Regions from separate parts of the Mus musculus genome. Here all the other regions are linked to region 1. Evidence: chromatin contacts called from public HiChIP or PLAC-seq and promoter capture Hi-C data. All regions are on one chromosome and are shown on one strand. The core of a region is the stretch at or near the end of the contact, and the rest is flanking DNA. Distances in the headings are between cores, read along the strand shown.

The links. Promoter capture Hi-C pulls out the DNA fragments that hold promoters and counts their contacts. HiChIP or PLAC-seq counts read pairs in DNA pulled down with a chosen protein or histone mark.
Region 2: a contact with region 1 is called in an H3K4me3 HiChIP or PLAC-seq map of forebrain, with 8 times the contacts expected there. The contact joins two enhancer-like sites. A contact is called at or near these places in 2 of 39 promoter capture datasets (hippocampal neurons and liver), 1 of 15 datasets of contacts at CTCF or cohesin (liver), 121 of 484 Hi-C or Micro-C datasets (the 4T1 cell line, the AML12 cell line, the AtT-20 cell line and 71 more), 16 of 115 datasets of contacts at active chromatin or transcription factors (PVALB interneurons, SST interneurons, astrocytes and 13 more) and 1 of 9 other capture datasets (embryonic stem cells).
Region 3: an H3K27ac HiChIP or PLAC-seq map of VIP interneurons shows a contact between it and region 1, with 6 times the contacts expected there. The contact joins two enhancer-like sites. A contact is called at or near these places in 2 of 39 promoter capture datasets (frontonasal cranial neural crest and neural stem cells) and 5 of 115 datasets of contacts at active chromatin or transcription factors (SST interneurons, VIP interneurons, differentiating embryonic stem cells and 2 more).
Region 4: a contact with region 1 is called in a promoter capture Hi-C map of hippocampal neurons, with 4 times the contacts expected there. The contact joins the promoter of Zfp518b here to the enhancer-like site in region 1. A contact is called at or near these places in 6 of 39 promoter capture datasets (the 3T3-L1 cell line, frontonasal cranial neural crest, hippocampal neurons and 3 more), 2 of 484 Hi-C or Micro-C datasets (embryonic fibroblasts and granulosa cells), 9 of 115 datasets of contacts at active chromatin or transcription factors (SST interneurons, bone marrow-derived macrophages, differentiating embryonic stem cells and 6 more) and 2 of 9 other capture datasets (adipose tissue and embryonic stem cells).

What each region holds. Positions count from the first base shown.
Region 1 is chr5:39,624,006-39,626,968 of GRCm38.p6, reverse strand. All of the region lies in intron 1 of Hs3st1 (heparan sulfate (glucosamine) 3-O-sulfotransferase 1), which reads left to right. Among named protein-coding and RNA genes, the nearest start is that of Hs3st1, 19 kb to the left of the region's middle. Within about 2 kb of position 1,623, at least 56 of the 459 cell types and tissues checked have an H3K27ac peak or open chromatin away from gene starts, as enhancers often do. A contact at or near this core is called in PVALB interneurons, SST interneurons, VIP interneurons and 10 more, where this site is marked.
Region 2 is chr5:38,786,993-38,789,924 of GRCm38.p6, reverse strand. The region is part of intron 3 of Clnk (cytokine-dependent hematopoietic cell linker); the gene reads left to right. Among named protein-coding and RNA genes, the nearest start is that of Clnk, 88 kb to the left of the region's middle. Within about 2 kb of position 1,559, at least 27 of the 459 cell types and tissues checked have an H3K27ac peak or open chromatin away from gene starts, as enhancers often do. A contact at or near this core is called in PVALB interneurons, SST interneurons, brain and 4 more, where this site is marked.
Region 3 is chr5:38,706,573-38,709,514 of GRCm38.p6, reverse strand. Clnk (cytokine-dependent hematopoietic cell linker) reads left to right here. Exons shown (of 19, transcript NM_013748.3): 19 at 2,747-2,942. The coding sequence ends at 2,914. Among named protein-coding and RNA genes, the nearest start is that of Gm22779, 8.2 kb to the right of the region's middle. Within about 2 kb of position 1,649, at least 18 of the 459 cell types and tissues checked have an H3K27ac peak or open chromatin away from gene starts, as enhancers often do. A contact at or near this core is called in VIP interneurons, where this site is marked.
Region 4 is chr5:38,683,371-38,686,325 of GRCm38.p6, reverse strand. It overlaps Zfp518b (zinc finger protein 518B), which reads left to right and starts at 1,500. Exons shown (of 3, transcript NM_001177902.1): 1 at 1,500-1,647.

The DNA.
Region 1 (2,963 bases), core at 374-2,873:
CTGTTGAGGGTTACGCAGAGCAAGCCCTACGTCTCCCCCATGATTGTGGCCAGGCATCACCTGACCTGTGGTCTCCCTCTAGGCACGCCCTGCTTCTTCGCAGTTTTCTCCCATTGGAGCCTCTTAGTTGCTGGCTCTCTTCATGTTCACTCAGAAATTCTGTTACTAGCTCCTTTATGGGTGTCTTCTACTTGAGTGGGAACTCTTTAAAGACAATGCGTGGATTGCTTACATATCTCTAGAATTCTATCCAGTTCAGAAACCTTACAGAAGCCACTGTGTAAGTGCTCACCTATAGGCAAAGTGCATATCTTAGGTATCTGAGCTTACAGGTTTGATTTACTCTCCATCTCATTTTTTTCTTCCCTTGTTCTTATCTGGCAACGAATAGCCATGTACTAATTAATAAAACCCAATATCTCTCACTTAAATGTTCATAGTTGGATCTGGAAAACCTTGAGTATCATTCCAGTCCCTGGACTTGGAGGACATCTGCCTGAGTTGACAGCAGCTACCTCTTTAGACGGACTATGTGCACAGCTTGCTTGCTACAGCCCCTAACAGTCAACTGACTTGTGTGATGTCATCTGCCTGAATCCAGCAGACAGTCCTGTGCTTATGGAGTGGAAGTGCTACCAGCAAAGAGCTTAGTTCTGCTGCTTCCCTGAGGGCTATGAGCTAGTGATACTGCTCTAGCAGATACTCGAGACAGGCGCTAACTCATTGCTCACTCTCCTGGAGGTTGAGATCTCAAGATTAAGTGTTGAGGACTCAGTACTTTATATGGTTTGGTTCCTGGTCTGGGTACAGCTTCCTTCTTCCTTGTCTTCACACATGTTGGACACATAAAGAACTCTCCTCATTGCCTTTCCTTTAGAAGGATGCCTGTCCTTTCAGATTAGGACCCTGACTTCATGACCTCACCTAAACCAAATTGCTTCTCAAAGATGCTGACCTTCAACTACAATCATATTGGATATCAAAGTATAAATACTGTCAAGACATTCCTTTAAAGCTGGCCTAAGAAATAAGACAAATCCTTTCCTGAGCTTTGTCTAAGTAGACAAAGAATTTGCTTTGCATTACACATATTTCCTTGCACATGTAAACTGTTCTAGTCTCCCTTGCCCAACACAGATCCAAAGGGACTTGTGTTAATAGGCATCTGTGTTCATAGGGGTTTGAGTTTGCAGGCATTGGTTTAAGGCATCATGCTACCCTACTCTGTGTAGCATCTTGGTGCACAACTTTGGAGCTTTCGCTTTTTGTCTGTCTCAGTTTCTCCTTCAGTGAGTAGGTACCATGACAGGTAAGGATGTTGGTACATGGATTTTGTGGCTATCATACCACGTGTATCTTGGTATTTCTGGGAAAATATACAGAACCCATGAGTGTTGGCCACATGCAGCGTGAGGGCTGACCCTCTGCCCTGCCCACGAACTTTCCTGCAGCTAAGAAAGTGCCTGCCAGAGGTTGAGGCACAGCTGGAGCACCCTTGCTGCAGCATCCAGCTCCAGCCTCCAATGTGCTGGCAGGCTCCATTTCCCCTCAGCTACGTGGTAATATGAAAGGCCCTGTTCGCTCTCCTGTCACAGGGCTCTGCCGTGTGCTGCCTCTGCCGCTGTGTTTCTGTGTCTAATGAAGGATTTATTTAGGTCATTGCTGCCTTCTGTGCCCAACATGAAGCACAAGGAGAAGGAACGCTGCCCCCCTCCCTTCTCCGGAGCTGCAGCAAGTAGCATCTGCTGTTCTACTTCTGTTGGGGGTGGGGGGCTGGCCGGTGTCTTAGCAAGACCCTGTTCTGTGCTGTCCTCAAACAGAGAGCCTAATCCTGTCTGTGTGCCACTGTCCTTTCTTCCTTGAGCTTCTGTCTGGTTGAATCACTGCAGCAGTTTGGCTCACGAACAAATGCATTTGACTAATTATCATCCTCTAGATCCTATTTATACCACGAAGCATTTTTTAGGGATAAAATTAGATACCATGATTTGAAGGCATGCCATATGAACAGTGTCCTAAACAGCCCATACATACTATTTTATTTAATCCTTACAATATATATATATATATATATATATATATAGGGTCAGTGCTCTTGAGAGTTTCAGAGCTTTCCTGCGGGTTTTAAATTCCAGAGCTGAGGGAGGAACCTAAGGTTTGGCTGGAAATCGTCTCGCTATTTCCAACTTCTTGTTATCTATCATCTTCCTGGAATGACTCCACCTCTGTGGCCAGACTGATCTCTCTCGCTTTGTTGTGTACCAGGATTGCTGTTAATCCTGGGTTTAAAATCCAGCTAAGTCCACCCCAGCGAAAAACAAACAGGGAAACAAAGGACAGCCCCTCCTCAGGCCACCGCACTGAGAATCGTAGTGGGCACTGAGATTCCAGGCCTCTTCCACGGACCCCTCGGTGTCCCTGAGAACTTATGGGCACAAAACTTCACACCTCTCCCCAAACTTTTAGAGTACCATTTTCCTCTTTAACTAGACCTTGTAAAGTTGGCATGTCCTCTCCCACTTGGACGGCTGCAGTACTTCAGATAGTGTGTGACGAACAGCCTGGAGGGCTGGAGAAAAAGCTGGAGTCACTTCCTTCTAACACCTCCTCAGGGTCCTTGCATTCTAATCTTGTGCCTGAAGGGGTGGATGCTGGGATGTGCCTGAAGGGGTGGATGCTGGGATGTTGCTTGACCTCCACCTTCCCTTATGGCAGGAGATAGGATGCTCTGATTCTGCAGGGGCAGCAGGATACCTTCCAGTCCTTGCCAAGCTATGTCTCCCCAGCCCCACCCTCACCTAGATCCTATCCGGTAATGTTCATTATCCAGGTAACCTTTTGTGGATTTGGAGCCTTCCCACATTATGGAGGACTCCAGGGAACTCAGAAAGCTTGGAGGAGCCGCGGCATTCCAAGAGTGTGAATCATTTCGAAGCGAACTTGGGCCCATTTTGACTTGTTTA
Region 2 (2,932 bases), core at 310-2,809, 840 kb after region 1:
TCTTAGGGACCACTATAGTTAGTCTGAGAATTCAAGATGGGCTCTGTTCCAGTTGTATGGTTGAATTCAGTCAAACAAGGGTGGTGTGTACATCCAGGAAATACAGGAGATTTTTGTGGTCCCTTGAGAAATAAGAAAGGCACTTGCACCCACCGTTATGCTCTTCCCCCATCCCCCAAGACCATTGGACATCCCAGCTGGCCCATTTCCAACCACTCTGTGTGTTCCTAGATTACCTTACTGAGACACAGTTTTGCACATCTTTGCCACGCCAAACTTTCCACTGTACACCTCCAGTCACACCAGCCCGCTGAGTCCTCCAGGTTCTCCACCCTCTGACTATTCCGTGTGTATCCAAACCTTAGGCCCGTAGTTCTCCAGTGAGAACTTCCTCCTCTAAACAGGGTTCACCAGTCTGGGTGTGGAGCACCTTTGGCTCCAGAGGGAATCAATCGTCTCGTCACCCACCTGCAAATTGAAGGAGTTGCTAACATCTCTAATTCACCATCTGGCACAAGTGTTCTATGAGAGTCCGAGGGTGGAGACAAAGACACTGTTCCTCAGGACAGTCTGTGTGCGTCCCAATGCAGACATTCAAATTAAGGGGAGGGGGGGAGGACTGAACTCAGAAATTGTGTTCTCTTTCACTTCTCTTTATATTTAAAATGAGTTTAGTACTTTCTAACCACATCAGCTGTCTTTCAAAAGCTACAGAATCTTATTCCAGAGTAACCTTCCAATTTTGCGAAGAGAGGTTAAATAAGATGTAGACTTAGAACCAGTAGCGCTTGGAAGCTTGGGTGATGAAAAAAGGCTGGTGATGTAAGATCACATGAATCACTTCCCTCAGGGTTTGCTACCAAATTCCAGGGAGCAATGAGTTATTAGTCTCTACTCCAGGAGTTCAACCCTGGAGACATGGCTCAGCCCCATCTCTACGGGACCCAGAGAGCACACCCGTGTTCCCATGGATAGGAGTACACTGTATCCTCACATCCAGTGCGCCAGGCTGCAGGAGAAGTGGGGGAGGGGAGTGTTTGTTTTAGTATTCTTTAAAAATTAAAGCTCATTAAATGCATTCAATTATTTAAAAGAATTAAAAATTAAAAATAATTCCAGATTTAAAATTGATTTGTAATAAGCTTTCATATCAGAAAACCACAGACGTGTGAGGATCAAATCTTGATCATCCTATAGTTTTCAAAGTTGCCTGCCACCGTGATGACACCTGCCACACACGCAGGAAGTGCAGAGGAAGGAAAAACCTGCTTCCTTCAGGCCCAGATGTGAAGGGGAGTCTATAGCTGGAGAATGAGGGCAGAGGATGCTGCCAGTCTTGTGCTCTTTCCAGCTGTGGTCCATTTGCACATGGTTATGTTGTTGATGCTGTTGACAAAAGGAAGCCAGAATACATCTTGTGATTCCCTGGCAAGGGGCAGCTTGCTAACATGCTGCCCTCGCTGGAGCCCAGGCAGAGCATATCAAATCCCCACAAAGTCAGCTAGCAGCGTCTTTCATTCGTCACCGTCGGCTGTCAGGCTGCAAAGAGCATTAACACGGGAGCCTTTCCAGAGAGCTCGGCAGCTGCTAGTGTCAGGATGATGTCCACACTCCATCCAGACAGACCCACAATGCCCAGCCTCCTTCTTCTTCTATCTCCGGCAACAGTGCCAGCCTCCCCACCCCCAACCCATTTTTCCAGCTCTCTGGATCATAGCATCAGGCTCAGCTGGAATAACGGCCCCCTTCCCTGTTTTGCTGAGACTTCCTCTGCTAATTCACATGCTTGCATTGACGCACAGAGAGCCACTAGGGTGCAGAATCCCCCGAGGACATGACATATGAATACCCGACTATCTTGTGGAGCCCCACCCAGAGTGAAGCAGATCAGCCACTTTCAGACAGCCTTGGCAATGGGGAGGATGCTTCCAGATGCACAGCCCTTCTGCAAGCTGTGTCGCTGCTCTAGGCTTGGGAATAACATGAAACTCGGGGTGGAAACCTGACTCTGGCAGTAGTTTGTTGTGCCACTCTAGGCGGGTTAAGTTTTAGTTACATCTGCTGAGTGGAAGAGATCTCATTGGCTTAAAACCTATGGCAGAAACCGGTATCTACTGCCTCCAAACATGTTCTCCCATCTCTGTGTGTAACTATTACTTGGTATGACATAAAAACCCATAACATGAGATCAGCTCTCAAACATTCGAGCTGTGCACACAGCTCTGTTAATTATGCACATGCTGCAGCTACTAAACCTTACCCCTAAGACCTATTTTCTTGTAAAAACCAAAACACTGTACCCTTAAATGCTCCACCCTCCTCCTGCCCCCGGGCAGCCACCCTTCCTTTCTCTGTCATCAGAACAGCAGTGCTGGATAGCACTAGGCTCTTCACAGCACCTGCGTAGTAACACCTATGGCTTTCTGGAAGTCAAAAGGAAAAGTGGGGACTGGGCTGTTACCTATCTGTAGTCCCAGCACTTGGGGGGCTGAAACAGGAGATGGGGAGTTCAAAGCAAGGCCAACTGGACCATAGAGAGAACTTGTCTCAAAAAAAATCTATTAAATGATCAATCCATAAATCTAAACTTAAAAAAAATGCATTCGAGGGAAAAGAGAAATTGAGAAGATAAGTGTAAGTGTGCTAACCTGTGCTGAAAAGATTGCTCAGTGCCCAGGCAGACAGGCAGACAGGTAGACAGATGAGCAATGTTTTTTTGTCATCTTTTGTTCACTTGTGTACCAAAAGGCCTCATCCCAGAGTCCAGGGAGAGAAAGAACACTACCGTGGCTCAGGTCTCAACTCTCCTGCCTAGCATTCCATTCTAAGATCCTGGGGAGGCCAAAGGCAGAAGGCAGTGGGTGTTGAGAGTCCTCCCTGGTTCCTGCAGAAGACTTTGCCTTTGGCACAGAAGTTCTTACCTACATCTGGC
Region 3 (2,942 bases), core at 400-2,899, 920 kb after region 1:
CCATGGATGTGTACCCTGAGTTCTCAGAGCCATACCCTCCTAACCATCTCCCGCCCTGCCCCAAAGGCAGGTGCGGATCTCATCTCCATTTTAAAGATGGTGAAAGTGAAGCCCAGGAATGGTAGTCAAACTGCAGGACTGGGATTTCCTTTCCTTTCCTTTGCAAATTTCTTGGCTTTTGCATATAGTCTCTCTCGCCTGATGACAGCCCCCAAGCCCTGCAGGTTGAGAAAGGCAACATCTACTTGGAGCTTACTGTGTGCCAGGCATCTTATGAGAAAAGGCAACCCACAGAGATTCTTCCCGCTGCTATTGGAAGGCACTGAGCCCTGCGGTAAGAGTGAGATAGATGGTCCTCATGTGCCTTCGAAGCGCAGCCTGATCCTTCTGCCTTACGGAGGATCTTCGAGTCCTTAAGAGAATGGAAAGAATCAGATGCAGGATTCTCTGCTGAAATGCAAGCCAAGTCCCAGCTCTTCCATCTGTGCCCAGAGAGCATCACCAGCAGGAAATGCATGAGGGCTTCTGGGGACAATATTCACTTTGTCCTGTTTTCATCTATCTCATGGGGTTCGTAATGGCACAGGAAGACAGTAGCTCCTAATTCGGGGGACCTGAGTGTGAGATGACTTGATATAAACACCATTGTAGGTACACAGAGGCAGGTGCTTAGGAAGTGTCCAATCCCATCTGAACTGATGCTGAAAAGCCCTTTCCTGGACGCTATGTACTTCAGGCAAAGGTGAGAACCACACATACCACAAGGGCTATTTGTACTGAGCCAGATCCAGGGAAGGCTCTCTACCTGTCTGCCATCCCTACCAAACACAAAGGGCAAGCAAAGCCATGTGTCCCCCACAAAAAAAAAAAAAAAAAAAAAAAAAAAAAACCTGGGAGGCCACTCAATTGGTCATTCTGCCTCATGGGAAACACTGGCTGCTCCCTGACTAGAATCTCATACTGACGCATGACTGCGCTGTGGACCCGTTCCCCTCCTGATGATAACCTGGGATAGGCTCCTCCCTTTGAGAGCGCATTTTACCAAATAAAACAGTACTGGTATTTTCAACACATAGGGTAATAGCTGTAGATTCTAGGTCATAAGCATGGATATATTAAATGTACAACACTTAGCTCAAGATGCCCTGTTATTCACTAACTGGACCAGCAACCATTTTATGGGTACCCAGGGATACAAGACTCATCCAATGCCCCTTTCTGCGGACACCTGAGCAGCAGTGAGTTTCTAAAACTCATGATAAATGTTTACTTGACAACTTGAACTGCTAAGACTGAAAGACAGATTAATAATAACATGTGGGTTTCTTTCTCACCTCCCCTGTCTTCTTCCTTATTCTTTTCTTTTTCTGTCTCTCTCTCTCCCTCCCTTCCTTCCTCTCTCCCTCGCTATCTCTCACTCTGTTTTTCTAACAAGGGGGGGGGAAGGAAGTGCTGTCTATAGTTTGCACATAGGACAGACACGAAAGATTTAAACAGACTTTGGAATCTAATATTAGGACATTTGACATCCATTCTTCTCCTAGGGGAAATCTAAGATAAAAATAGGAGCTTAATTACAGGCCTTCTCCCAGGCTTTTCAGGCAGCATTGCAGCTGTGGGCACAGCACAAGAGTCTCTAAGACTGGGGTGGGAGTGTGGTTTACTGCACCTGCCTTGTTTCCTAATACTGTGGTTCCATAGAAACGACTCATGGAGTAGACTAGCGAGGGAGGCTATTGATATCAGATTGATTACTTTGGAACAAAGCTAAGGAAAACAGAAATGAGAAGAGTAAGCACCTTGCTCCTGACCACTGCCGCCAGGAAGAGACCTCCGTTAGCTGTCTGGGAGCCTGTTCAGTGGATGAGCTCTGCACAGAAAGGTTCTCTGCACTGGCTGCTTTGTTGAATGTAAACAAAGAGGAAGAAAAACCTATCCATGGTTTGAAACTGGAAGTGAAATTCAAAAACTCCCTTTCTTTGTAAGGCTTATGAAGTTGGTCTAGGGCGCATCCCATGGTTTCACACTTACGGACCCTTGCTGTGTGCTGGAACATAGGGAAGACTTTCTTCCAAATGCTGTCTATGCTTGAGGGCCACTGATGCTCACAGAGAGTCCCAGAGGCAAGTCCTAATGTCACCACCACTGTTGGCAGACAGAAAAACTGAGTGCAAGAAGTTTGCCTCAGGTCACACAGCTAGTAGATGGGAGGACAGCCAAGGTTTGAACCCATGGCCTTCATTGGTGGTGACCTCACAACCCATCTAAGTCATGGATGGGAAAGCATCGATGGATCAGGGAGGATCTTGAGCTAGGAGGTCTGACACGGGGCCAACTCTGGGGACAGGAAACTTAAGAGCTACTTGTGCTCATTTGTGGTCCACAAGCACTTTGATTCCCATTGTCACCTCCTTGTGCTTGTCACGCATCCTTCAGTAACTCATTTGCTACATACATCCTCAAGACAAAATGACACGGCCAGACATGTTGGCTGGCACCTATAATGCTGTGAGAAGACCGCTGCAAGTTCAAGGCTCATCTGGATTACAGAGTCCAGACCAGGCTGAGCTTCAGGGTGAGGGTCTTATCTCAAATGACACCACCAATAACACCTTCTAATATATCTCTCCACAATGTCAAAACTACAAAACCGGTCCACCTTCCCTGAGCAACATACAACAGCTTAGCCGTGACTTGCAGGCAGCAGATGTCCTCAGAGGCACTCACTCTTCTTTCTGTGTTTCAGATGTTTGATTCTGTGGAAGACATCATTGAACACTACACATATTTTCCCATTCTGCTAATAGATGGGAAAGACAAGGCTGCACGCAGGAAACAGTGCTACCTCACCCAGCCACTGCCTCTCGCCAGGCTCCTTCTCACTCAGTACTCCAGCCAGGCACTTCATGAGTAAGAAGCCCAGCCAGATATCCCCGCATCAG
Region 4 (2,955 bases), core at 251-2,750, 940 kb after region 1:
CTGCCTTCAGATGAAGATGTAGAACTCTCAGCTCCTCCTGCACCATGCCTGCCTGGATGCTGCCATGTTCCCATCTTGATGATAAAGGACCGAGCCTCTGAACCTGTACACCAGCCCCAATTAAATGTTGTTCTTATAAGAGTTGCCCTGTGCTGAGCGGTGGTGGCGCACGCCTTTAATCCTAGTTCTTGGGAGGCAGAGGCAGGTGGATTTCTGAGTTCGAGGCCAGCCTGGTCTACAAAGGACAGCCAGGGCTATACAGAGAAACCCTGTCTCAGGGGAAAAAAAAAAAGAGTTGCCTTGTGTCTGTTCACAGCAATAAGACCCTAAAACAGGAAGATAGCTTAGGGTGTGGTCAAAGGCATTGTCTCATAGAGCAAGGCAAAGAATCTCTGCCCAGACTTTCTATGTCTGGTACCTGCTCTTTCAGGGGCTGGGAGCTTGCCCAGCAGCTGGCATTGTGACTACCTCTTCTTCCCAAACTCCACTCCTCCAGGTTGGATTTTGCCAAAGCCCGCCATCTCTTTCCAGCATCCAACTGACATCTAGGCGCTGATCTTTGCCACCCACCCAGAGGAAGGAACTGGAGTCCAGTCTTGGCTTCTTTTGCAGAGCTTTGAAGGAATCGTCTGCCTATTGCCCATGAAGGATCTGCACTTCACAGTGACGCTGCTCCCATGCAACCTTGCTGAGGGACAGTTTTGGTTTTTTGGGAAGCAGCATCAAAGTCACTTGTTGTGAGCCCACTAGCCATATGATTCCCTTCTTCACTTATTGTGAGCCCACTAGCCTTATGATTCCCTTCTTCACTTATTGTGAGCCCACTAGCCTTATGATTCCCTTCTTCCCTCAGAGTGGGACTATTTAAGACTGTCTTTTATCCAGTAGACTGTAGGTATGAACCTAATGTGAAAAGGGACCATTTACCTGCAGACATTGAAACTTAGGAGATAGACACAAACTCCCACACACTAAATGAGCTCATAGCATCTTCTGACTGTCTCTCCATCAATCCTTTCCCTGCTGACTGTCACAACGTGCACGAGATGAGGCCTTAGCCTTCAAATATGATCTTCCTTAGCTTTAGAAATGACTTCGTCGAAGCTTCTATGCCTAAGCCAGCTGCTAGCTGTATCCAAATCTAGGGCTGCAGGCCCATCTCCTTCACTAGGGCGCCCCTTGAAGCTGTGATGGCTGAAGACTTGAGCCCATTTGTTGTCGCTTCACTTACTTAACTGTAGAACTTCAAGCTCCTTGAGGGCAGGCACCAAATCCACCCTCCGCAGGACCCAAGGAGGGCCAGGCGCCCATGGATAGTCCATTGAACCCAAAGAGAAACGCACTCAGTTCTTTGCAGAGGAAGCTGCAGAGTGTGCAGGACGGAGGGATGCAAACACTGCACCCAGTGGGTGCGATCGCCCCCAAGCTCAGAGCCCACAGCCCAGGGGCAGTGAAGGGGCAACCTCAGGCGCCCGCCTCTCCGCTGCAGTCGCGCCGCATTGCGCACGCGCGCCGCCGGCCCGACTCCGCCCCCCCGGGTAGGGACCTACAGCGGGCGCGGCGGCGGCGGTCTGCGGGCGGTAGCCGGCGGTCTAGACGCCTGTCCGTCCGCTGGGATCTGGGACCGTGCGGTGCCGCGGCGTCCGGGTGAGTGGTGGTGCGGGGCGGTAGGGACCTGGGCGGGCGCGGCCGGGCGTGGCTCCACGGTTCCGCGTGCGCGCCTCCGGGCTAGGCGGATCGGGTCGGAGACCCACGGCCCACCCTGCGGCCTTTGTGCAGCGCCGGCTCAGCCCCGCGACTTGTCGCGCCGGGCGGTTGAGCCGGCTTTTTAAAAGATGCCTCGGCCCCGAGCAGGAAGTGTCGTCAGGAGGCCATTTTTAAAGCCTCTCGGCCTCTGAGACTGGCTTGACGCGGCTTTGGCTTTCAGCGTTTGGAAGACACCCCATCTGTGACCGGCCGGCCCTGAGGGGACGCGACGGTGCGACTCTCGCACTCGCACCTCGCTCAGCGCCACAAGGCGCCCTGGCCTCGCCGGGCAGAGCGTGCATCCCTGCGAGCGCGCCAACAATAAACTTGAGGACCACGCTGGCATTGTCTTTGGAGCGGGTGTCGGGGTGGGCCTGTCCACAGAAGACCTGATTCTGGGTGGGATGAGTCTTGATGTCACCTTTTGCACGACAGCTCCATCGCAGCCTTTCAGTTTGATCCTGTTGCCTGGAGTTAAGAGATTGGGTGCAGATTAAGGCTAAGGAAAGGGTGCAGAAAAGGAGAAAGAACCAATGCAAAGTTTATGACCCGAAAAGGGAAAACCAAAAGATCGGAAATACCAAACTCCTCTTGTTTGTTGGGTATTTGATCTACCCCCATTAAATTACTTCTGCTATTAAAAAATATAGAATACCAACAATATTTATCAATTTTTAAAAGTGAACCATCAAGCACGTTGTCCTATTGAAAAATAGCCTACCAACCCAAACTCAATGTTGTGTTTGAGCTCTTAAAACATTACACCTTAAGTTTAGAGTTGAAATCACCTTCGAAGACAATTCCCCGAGCACCCTGAGCTTGCAACACTTGCTACAGAAGAGTAGCCAGCTAGCTTGGGAAGGTGTCTCAGTCCCGCTAAGTCACACATACAAAGTTAAGCCCAGTCCAGGACTATACCGGAGAGTATGCCCTTCCCAAGGATTCTGGAAGCCCAGAAATATTAATATGCTTGGAGTGCCATATTCAGCCTTTTAAATTGCAGGCATTATCCTTATCGAAGGCGTGCATTTATTTAAAATATGTTTTTCTCTTGAATCTGTTATGTTAGCCCTGGCAGGGGCATCTGATGTATCCGGCCCTGTTATGCTGGTGGCTGTTGAAGACTAAAGGGGGGCTTTGCCTTCTCTCCTGGCTTCCTCTGGATGGCAGTCATTAATTTTCAGCCCACTTAAAGAAAGCTATATTTTC